2 separate regions of the Cyprinus carpio genome follow, and region 2 is linked to region 1. Evidence: chromatin contacts called from public Hi-C data. All regions are on one chromosome and are shown on one strand. The core of a region is the stretch at or near the end of the contact, and the rest is flanking DNA. Distances in the headings are between cores, read along the strand shown.

What was found. A called contact is a pair of places that touch in the nucleus more often than the background predicts.
Region 2: a Hi-C map of red blood cells shows a contact between it and region 1, with 1.7 times the contacts expected there. The contact joins the enhancer-like site here to the promoter of LOC109093762 in region 1. A contact is called at or near these places in 4 of 8 Hi-C or Micro-C datasets (liver, red blood cells and skeletal muscle).

What each region holds. Positions count from the first base shown.
Region 1 is chrA19:15,217,411-15,222,569 of ASM1834038v1, forward strand. LOC109093762 (protein Jumonji-like) reads left to right here and starts at 2,049. Exons shown (of 18, transcript XM_042776727.1): 1 at 2,049-2,108. The coding sequence starts at 2,064. It overlaps LOC122148816 (a long non-coding RNA gene), which reads left to right and starts at 1,274. Exons shown (of 2, transcript XR_006162639.1): 1 at 1,274-1,831; 2 at 1,913-1,987.
Region 2 is chrA19:15,285,010-15,290,537 of ASM1834038v1, forward strand. The region is part of intron 3 of LOC109093762 (protein Jumonji-like); the gene reads left to right. Among protein-coding and RNA genes, the nearest start is that of LOC109093761, 65 kb to the right of the region's middle. Within about 2 kb of position 2,367, at least 1 of the 8 cell types and tissues checked has an H3K27ac peak or open chromatin away from gene starts, as enhancers often do.

The DNA.
Region 1 (5,159 bases), core at 799-3,298:
ATGCTAAATGGTGCATCTTTATAAATAAATGCCAGGTTTATCTTCATCTGTCATGATTTAGTTTCTATGCAAGGGTTATTCCATTATCACCCATGATGACAAAAAATGTGAATATTCTTGTTTGGTGTGACAAACTTGTTTTGTGAATTACTTAAGCAGTCCTCTCAGATTCCTGTCATTGTTTCAAGATCTGATTGTGACTCATTTCTACAGATTCATTTCACTTTTTGTTCAATTACCAGAAGTGTGTTAATTTAATAAACCTTACGTCTAATGCACACTAACACTCACCTTCACAGTTTTTGCATTTTTTCAGTCGGTGAATAAGAAACCCTCAGATCATGTGCCCACCGATGCTCTTTAGACAGGCCCCAAGAAGAGTTATTATAATTAATTAAAACTAAATTGAAAAATAAAAAAACAAAATTAAATATATAAAATATTTCCATTACTTACATAACATAAACATCAACTGAATAATATAAAATACAAAAAAAATAAGTTTTATTTCAGCTAGTTGCAAATGTAACATTTCTCATTTTAATTTAGTTTAACTTGATGTACTAACATAACTAAAACTACTAAAAATAACAGACAAAAAAAAATCATTATAAATGTAACAAGTTAAAAAAGGATACATTCAAGTATTAACTGATTCAAAATATTAATACAAACTATAATAGTATCTCAGTGATACTAAAATAACACTGGCTCAAAGTAGTTACAGAATTACCTTTGGAAATCATGCAAAATCAACCATGGTAAAGAATGATTTAATAATTGCCTAACAAAATCTGGTATTACTTGTTTAAAGTACACACAAACAGTGCAAAGAACAAGTAACTGTGAGCCTTTAAAATGTGTGCACACCAACATCCTCTATCTTGCAGTGTTTGCTTTGGCATGTTGGCCCTTCTAAGAGTTCGACTGAAAAGCATTCAACCAAGAAATATATAAAAGTATAGATACAAAATCAGGGAATATAGTCAGAACTATCAACTCATTAATGAGCAACTGTTTGGGAAAGATGTTAATGTCATTTAGTGTTGTACACTACAGTTGAAAAGAATCTACTTGTTTAGGGAGTTTTACTAGTAACATTACACAGTACTGTGTTAGGTAAATGTCGCTTTTAATTATAAATAGTAAAATGTTTTTTAACAATTAGTCAAAACTGTTTAAATATGAAAACAGGTCTACCGTGGAGAAAAGAAACAGACCGTGTCCCCCCACCCCCCACGATGAACACAAACATCTCTAGAGAGCAGAGGAGTCTTACAAAGGGGCGAGTGAGAATTCCTAACGCTGCTTAAAACTGCTCAAAACCTGCATCTGTCAGCTGTCTTGTATCCATTGGAGCTGGAAAATGTTTAACCGCTCTTCCTTCTTCACACTGAATCAATGCTGTTGACTGAATATCCCATTCTTTTATCCAGTAACTTTGAAGTAGACTAGTGTTCGTTTTTGTGACCCCGTGGGGTCATTTTGCGACGCTCCCTTAAGGCAGGCGTCCTTTTAAAGTTACCGCTGAGCGTGCTGTCGGGGTGTGAGGCTGCTTAAAGAAAGAAGCTTCGCCTTGTGTTCAGAATCAGATGTGGTGCTGCTGGAGAGTTCACTCACCGTCTGCTAGCTCCAGCCAAAACGTACCACGAACCCTTTTCCTTTTTTAGTTTTTTATTTATTTCATCCGCTCCTCTGATAAGCCTTTTCAAAACAAGATGTAACTCCCCACCGAACATTTACATCCTCATTTGAATAAACCTACATGCTTTTAAAGAGCCGGGATGAACATCACTGATGGAAGTTATTGTGGCTGATGGTTTTAACTATGGTATGCCGATGTGATTGTTTATTTTTCCCTTTACCCTTGGCGATGGATCCCTGATTTTGGGTAATTCCACGATTCTACCAGGAATCATCAGCGATCGAAGAGGGAATTCTGCACAGCCAAGCGAACTACAGGGGATTTAAATCGCATTGCTCCGGGGGGAAAAGAATGGATGGAGTCAGTAAGTTAATTCGTGTGTTGTTTCTTTAATTAATAATTAATTTTTTTTTGCAGAATGAGCAAGGAAAGACCTAAGAGGAATATCATTCACAAGAAATACGTAAGTAGCGATTGTTTGTATGCGGCTGACCTTAAGTTTGTTCCATGGTCTCGCGCTTGTGTTGATGTTAAATGCGTAAACTTTGACCATGGATGGCTCTTGTTTTATTTAGTCTGGATTTGAAAACCAGGCGTAAATGCACCGCACTACGTGCACAACACTTGAATATATTTAAATGGTTTTTTTCTGTAGTTGCACAGACGTAGATCTTCCTCGCTTTTCCCCTGGTATCCTCATTGGGGATGTTTATGTTTTGCACAACAGCTGTTAGCTTACAGAACTCATTTGCAAACCTGGACGCGTTTTGTTTTGGGTTTTTTAGTACCAAACAAACTCCAGCGTTAAAACATCATTGTGATCAGAACGGCTTTGTTTGCTCTTCATTGCTTTCCGTCTCAAAGCCGCGAGGACAACCATATCGCCCTCTTTTATTCCGGGATTTGTTTCCCCGAACTGAATTCTGCAGGAATACGTGGTATAAAAGCAACTATCCCAGTTCCCCTGGCATATTTGATTTGTTTATCTCGGGTGTAACTCGTTCTTCTTCAAGTGTAAGCAATGGGCTCTTAAATGTTTTCAAACTGTGCAAGGAAAGCATTTCCTCTGCTCTTGACGACTGAGACGACTCCAAAGTGGTGGCCGATGTAGTGTAAATTTATTTAAGATTCAGAAGAGTGAATTGTCTTAAGTTTTTTCAATTTAAGCACAATGCTCGACTCGAAAACATTAGCTTGAACAGCAGCCAGCATTGTGGGTATTACTGTGGCTGAAACTCTTTTTTGCTTGCTTTTTCTCGGAGAGTTTCTGCACGTTTTATTGTTTAAACTGGTTAAATATTAATAATACACAACTTATTAGATTAAACGCATTGGGTGTCATTTATAGTGGGATATAACCAGTCGCATTGCAGAGGTTCGCGTTTAAAGCAAAGCGACCATTTTACCGTGTCTCCAGCACGATGGGTTAGTGAACCGGCGAACTTGTCGTAGTATAACTGGAGAACCGGGGACTTTATAGGGCTTGAACTTTCTGGCTAGTGATTTGGTCTCCTCGGGAGCGGAATTAAGCAAGACTACCATAACAAAAGCCCGAGTCTCCTCAGAGACGGCCGAGCAAACCTCGTATCAGTTAACCCTCAAAGAACTGACTGACTCTTAGCCCGAGTTTTCCAGAGCTTTACCTGTAGTTGAGGAAGAGTTTCTTTTGTCGTAGTTTGCGAGACTGTTGTTACTTCCTTTATCGCTCATGTCCTTACTTTATTTTCCTATCAAACCAAGCCAGCGCCGAGAAATAAATTCCCGCTGGCGCGTGAAAGGGTTAGCTCGTGCAACCAATTTGGTTTGTCACGTGACCTCATTTAACTTTTTTTTTTCCTTCCCCCAAGAACAACATTTTGCTACCTGGGAATTATCTTTCCGCTTTAAATGTCTTACTGAATATGTTTTAGTCCATCAGCAACAGGTTAAAATGAGTGAAACAGATATTGCGAGGGTTTAGGTTATGATGACGCACCACGGGGGCAGTTTCCACGCACTTTATCGGCAATGCTCATGACATCTTATCGCTTTCCATAAAGGTGATGGGAATTGTCTATCTTTGCGTGCTTTTGTTCAACTTAAGCCGTCTCGTATTGTTAATGCAGCAGTGTGACGGAATTACTTTTGTTCACTGACGAGGGAAATGAAAGTGATGACAAAAGTAGTCTATCCCACCACGTGGTGACTTTAAGAAGAATGATTCAGTTAAAACAATTGCGCATTCTTAAAATAATTTTTCAAAAGGTTGTCAGGATAAGCTTTGGTTGCATTGGAGAAAAGCACATAAACATGGTTCTCTGGTTTATCACCAATATTATTTATTTTAAATTATAAGAAAAGGAAATGTATATACAGGAAACCCAACGTCATTGAGACCTAGAAATGTATTGGAAGTAAAAAAAAAAAAAGAGAAGTAATAAAAATTAGTATATATATTTCTGCTTATGCTCAGTTCAATGTTTATGAATTAATCTATAGTTTGGGATCATTTGAAACCTTATCTATGTAATTAATAGTAATTTGTAGTAAATGTAAATTCATCATAAAGTTTATTAATATACATATACTCTGTATATGTATTTAGGTCCCCCCCCCCCCTTTTTAACATGGTCAGGTAATATAATAACATTTTATCTATTTGGCATTCACTGATCTGTGTATGGTTACATGTTGGACAGGGATCTGCTACAGCTCGTACTGACCACATGTCAGTATGGTCAGGGTCATGATCCTCTGTGTAGATCGTGTGGAATGGACCGGAACCGTTCAGAACATGGCTGTTCATGTCACATCTGTGCAGTGCTGGCAGCTGTGCTAAAATCTGGTCAGGCAAACAACAAAAACAACCTGAAGGATCTGTCCCCGGGGGCCTGCACAACTCTTGGCCCCTTGGATTCAGCCTTCCCTTAATTAGCGTAAGACAATTATACATGCTTGGCTGAACCATATCCCCTGGAACATGAGTGCAAGGGATTTTTTATTTATTTATTATTATTTATTACCCCATTTTCCTTCACATGTGCTGTGAATATTATTAAAATTCATTTAGTGGAAAACGAGAGAGGGAGAAAAAAAATATGATAATAGATGTTAATAAGAGCAAACAAGGAAATGCAATTAGACCGTCCCTGATTGATAGACATGTGTGGAAAGCAGAAGGGGCGCAAGTAGGCACTTCTGCTTTCAGACGAGCTCCTTTAATGGCTTCTCTAAACAAGGCCATCTTGACACTGTCTGAAGCAACTTCTCTGTATAATTATTTTTGAGGGCTGTTTTTAAAGCTAAGAGTTACGCTGGTTTTGATTTCGGACTTTGGCTAATGAATGCAGCCGGAGCTCGCGTTTGTGTTCTTGTTCTGTTGAAGTGAACATGGCACATGGTGCGAGGGGAACGGGGGGCTACCCATGGCTATTCTTACTCTCTTTTTCTCCCTATCCCTCTCTCTCTCTCTCTCTCTCTCTCTCTCTCGCTCTGCAGGCCCAGCTGGGGCCAGTCCCTGATTCATAGACGTGTG
Region 2 (5,528 bases), core at 1,117-3,616, 68 kb after region 1:
CCTCTTAAAACTCAAACATCTCTGCCCCCGGGGTCTATCAGTGCCTGCCCTCTCTTCACGGCTCCATCCATCTCTCTCCTGCAATCATTCATCTCTTTCTCCCTCCCTGCGAGCTTCTCCCCTGCTCCACTCATCTGATCCGGGGAGAGCTAGAGCCTGCTGTTGAGATTAGGAGTGACTCCAGCCGCTGTGGAATGCTTTGATGCTGTGGGATCTTGAGGGGGGAGGGAAGGTGCTGACATCTGAGGGGTTGTCCCTTTTACCCCTGGCACCGCCAATGTGCTTTTGTTTGTGGAAGCCCCCCAACTTCTCCTGTTTGGCACAATTTGGTGCTCTTTTAGAGGTGAGTCAGCCTTAAAAACAACTGCACACACTAGAATCCCAGAGTGCATGCAGTACCAATTTTACTTGAACTTCATGCTGTATACTCAGGACTGTGGAGAGAGATCACATTACCAAATATTTCACATCACACCAACAGAGATCAAAGAACACAACTGGCCACTCAGAAGAGGCTTGTGTTTAAGATTCTACTGCTGATGCACAAGGGACAGCTTTGGTTATTTAATGTTAGAGGTTGTGACTGCCTCCTGTGATTGGAGGCAGATCAAGTGGAGGAAACTTTGGAAAACTTTTCAACATGCAAATGATTAAACATGAACATGCTTCATGTAATTGCATGCAATGTAAACCAGTAACCATGTGTGTTCCTACATGCCACCATGATATTAGATCTCATCCATATATTTCATTTATAATCATCACATTGTGTCCTTTGATTCCTCACTCCAGCTCACAACAGCTGTTGCATGTAAAGAAATGTAACATAAAGGTTACCAAAGCATTTTGTCACCCCACCTTTCTTAACCTCCTATGAGCCCCAAGGATCCAGTCACTGTTTCCTTTCCAATGGATCAAACCCAACTCCTCTCTCTTGCCGTTGTCCTGAAAGCTAATCAATGATACAGAAGAGCTCCACATGTAACATCAGAGCTTGGTGTTTTTTGAAGGGCGAGGCACAGGGATTAGAGGAGGATGAATTGGGACATCCTGCCATAATACCTCCCTCTGCACCTCCCAGCAGGTGTTCGTCCTTCGCTTTTCCCCCCTTTTTGTTGTTTCACTTGACTGCCCATTCGCTTTTTCACTCCACTTCTCTCTGGCTCTCTCCAGCTGGGCTGATCTACAGGAGGTCTGATTTACTCTGACCCCTTTGTTGTACCTGTATCTTAAGCACCACAGAAGCTGGAGGCAGATGCATTGAAACTTGAGGCAGATACTGTACTTTGACACTGGAAACATCATTTGAATGCAGATACAATAAAAACTTAAGGCAGATTGGATGCAGGTACATTGGACCAAAACTACTGACCCTAGGTCTTCAACCCTGCTCCTGGAGACCCACTTTCCTGCAAAATTTATTTCCAACCTAGTGATCCTTAAGACCTTGGTTAGCTGTTTTAGGTGTGTTTGATTAGAACTGGAGGTAAACTCTGCAGGGCAGTGAGTCTCCAGAAGCAAAGTTGAAGACCTCTGCTGTAGAGTCGGAGGCATAGACCTTGAGAATGGTAGAGTACATTTCAGGCAGTAACTTGAAATCCGAGACTGATTTGGAGGCAGATACCTTGACAACTGTTGACCAACTTGGAAGCATAGGCCTTAAAATCCGTAGACTGATTTTGGAGGCATAGACCTTGAAAACTGTTGACCAACTTGGAGGCATAGAACTTGAAATCTGTAGACTGACTTGGAGGAATAGACCTGGAAAACTAAAGACCAGTTGGTTGGAGGTGGTAACTTGAAATCTGTAGACTGACTTGGAGGCATAGACCTTGAAAACTATAGACCAATCGGTTGGAAGTGGTAACTTGAAGGCTGTAAGCTGATTTGTTGTATAGATACCCTAAACTGTAGGCTGATTTGTAAACAAATGCATTAAACTGGAGGCAAATTTGCAGGTAGATATTTTGAAAACAGTGGCAGAATTTGGAGGGAAAGATACATAGAAGCTAGAGGCGGATTTGGAGGATTACACTTTTACACTGGAGGTGGAAATATTGAAATTCCTGGATGCCTTCTAGTCATTTCTGTTTATACAATTAGAGAGATTAACATAAATGCACCCATTACCCTTTAAAATTGACCTTAGTCACAGGTCTTCATCATGGGTTTTCACCATGAGCTAAATGGTAATAGGATCAGAGCCCTAGTTCCTGGAGTGACCTTACCCCGTTGTGGTTTTTATCAGCTGTAAATTATGCATGAGCTTCTTGTTAAAAGACTAGCATTGTAAGAGAACCCATATCTGTCCCATTAAGGAGTGCACAGGCTGGGAAGCTCCATGGGGCTATTGTGTTGCGGTGTCTCTCGCCCACTGAGGAAGGTTAAGACCAGCGGAACCGGAATGCCCAGATCAGTCATTCTCATGGCCCCTCTTTACCCATCCTGTCTGGAGGATGTGGTTAGATCCCATCTCCACCCTTCATCACTCATGTTGCAATTTACAGACAGCCTCTCTCTGAGAAATACAGAAGGTTCAATATATCATTGTTCCCTGGTTGACAGGAGAGTCTTGAAGTTGAAACAAAGTTTGTTTGGAGCCTGGTTTTATTTGGAGCGCATCATGAATTTGTACAGACACGTTATAATTTGGGACAGCCACAACTCATGCAGATAGTCCTGGGAAAATATGTAGAGCTTGAAAACACTGTAACTCTCTAAAACCTAACAAGTTTATGTGCTGCCTACTTAGGTCACTGCCTTCTAACGAACCTTCACAAGGTGCTGAATTGAAGACTCTACATATGCAATAATGCCTTGTGCCACATGAATAGCATTTGACTCGTATGATTCCAATAAAGTTTGAATTTAGCAAGGAGGCTAGAAAAGTCCAATTTAATGGGATGCTACTATTTTTGTCAAGACTTTTCAGCATTTGAAGAAATACATATATTTGTCTTCATTGAGTTCGGTGCAATGCATTCTGTGATTGTCTCCCAAAAGATTCTCGGTTTCTGTCTTAGAATTTGGCCAAAATTAGGTATCTTAGAAAGTAGAATAATGTTGCTTCCTACCTTTTGGAACAGCATTTGCATTTTGAGTGCCTACAATGCCTTTAAAAGCTGTTTAGGGAACTCGCTAGGTTTTGGAACAGAGCAATCTATTAATGTATTTCGTTTTAAGAGTATAAGAGTCATCAGATGTTATCATAGTCATTCTCTTTTCAAAGAACTCACTCATTTGCATGAAGCCAAACAATATCCCAGGAAATTTTCCCATTCCTGTGTGAACTAAACGTATTGTGTGTCTCCCTCATCTATTTGAGTTTATATCATGTGAGGGTGTTTAGACTATATAGATGTGGTAACAGACATGCATTAAATTTCAAAATGCTCTCTGTATATTGTGTAGTTATTACGGTCATGTCTGCTATCCCAGCATGCACCTCTATCTCTGTCACTGGATGCTTGCATGCCAAACAGTTGGCCATTATACCCTGTAATGAGGAACAGATAGGATAAATTGTCCAATAAAAGCAGGCCGTCTCTGAGATTCAGAGCAGTCTAGACTGACTCGATGAACCGTGACATCCTTCGTTGTTTTACTGGATCTATTTTTTTTCTTGAACAGCTGCATCAGAACAACTATGGTGCTTAGTCGCGTAAATACTTCTAAAGCAGCAGTTTTCAGCTCCTAAAAATATTTAGGTTTCTTATGAAAACCATTGCGAGAAAAAAAAGATTGTTTTCTTTATTTCTCCTGCAAAGTATGAATTCTCCCCTGTACCAATCTAAATGAGGTTACACCTCTGCCTGAAACACTTTAGCAATCAATAAGTAATGGGGCAGCTGGCTGGCTTGTAAGTGCTTTGTTGAATATCTAGCAGCAACGTTTTAAAGGCTAGGGTTTTTACTCTTGTGTTTGTTGGCTGAAATCTCATTCATCTGTCATCTAGTCCTCCAGTGATCTCCAATGTTATGATGAACCTTTTGCATGTGTAATCTCCATTAATTAAAGTCAGTGTTTGGGTGTGGAGCTGCACACCTCATTTGAACAGATGATGCCAGTTTAGAGAGTGATTATGTGTCTTTTTGAAACATAACAAGTTTGTTGTGTTTTATTCTTTTGTACACTTAAATTTTTTCCCCTGTAAATAAACTACAGTTCATTGTAATTTCTTGTTAATATCCAAGTCTGTGAGGATTTTTCTCCCCCTTTGTCTTCTTCCAGACTTCAGCACTTTTAATCGCCAGATCCTCAGCATTCACCATCACAATTTGGTAGTTTTTCATCTATAGCTTTATTCCTGGCATTCGGACCTTTGGGATTACAAAAAGGAGTGTCTTACAATTACTTCAATAATTGCTTCAGTAATGTTTTTTGAACCACAAATTTAAGATTTCAAGCCAGAGTGTCTGTTTTTGCTTGACATCAAATAGATGTGAACAGAAGTTGCAGAGTTTCTCCATTTTTTTTTATTTTTTTTTTGCTGCATAGTGGCGGTGCCTGTGCCATCAGTCACAGCCATGAGAGACTGTAAAAGAAAAAAGAGAGAAACAATCTGTCTGCTGAACACAGCACTGGTGAGAATTGATTAGCGATGCCGTTGCGGATTTGTCAAAGCTGCTGGGGTTTGGCATGCCATCTCAGGCACGGTCCTCTGATTGAATGAGATTAATTTGTAAAGGAGTGAATGATGTTTGTCTTTTACCCATCCCCCTTATTTATTTATTTTTTTACTGTGTGTGAGGAGAACATATTTGGCAGCAAACATCAGGCTTGGACTGATGGGAGTGCGTGTGGGTAAATGCTGCTGAAATGGAAAGTGCGTACACGCGTGCCTCCTCTGGCAGCATGCGGAGGGTGGAGGAGGAATTGAGGCGTACGACTTTCCACTGTTTTTAGTATTCCATGCTGTTTCATGGGGAGAGTTGAACTGAAATGTGGAGTCAGAGATTTAGACGTCTCCAAGAGAAGCTGTGATGAGTGAGTGTGAGAGGCCTTGAAAGTTGGCAATTTGATTTATCCTTAGTAGCATTTATCAGTAATCAGCTGCTGCTCAGAATTTTTCTGAGAATTTTCTCAGAATTGCAAGTCTCATTATTCTACCTTTATATCTTAAAATTCTGGGGTTTTTTTTCTCAGAATTTTTCTCTTTTTATTGATTGATTTATTCCATAGTGGAAAGGGACATCCATACCTGACAGACAGAAGAGGTCCATTATAAAAAATATTCTTGTATAAGGTTTCTTAGCTGTTTCCCTTCTTGGAAACATTGTTAGATTTTTATGAAAACTTTAAATAAATAAATAAATAAATGATGCACCATCGAAACCTTAAGGCCACCTTTCCATATTTTACCCATTTTCACAGTTTTTCATCAGTTTAACTAGGTTAAACATGGGTGAATGTCTCTGAATTTGTAGCCTGTATTGTTCCAGTCCTCAAGACAGTTAACAGCATTTGGATAACTATCAGAAGTAGCAGCTCTTGTGTGCTAATCAGACCAAAAACGTGTTTGAATGGGT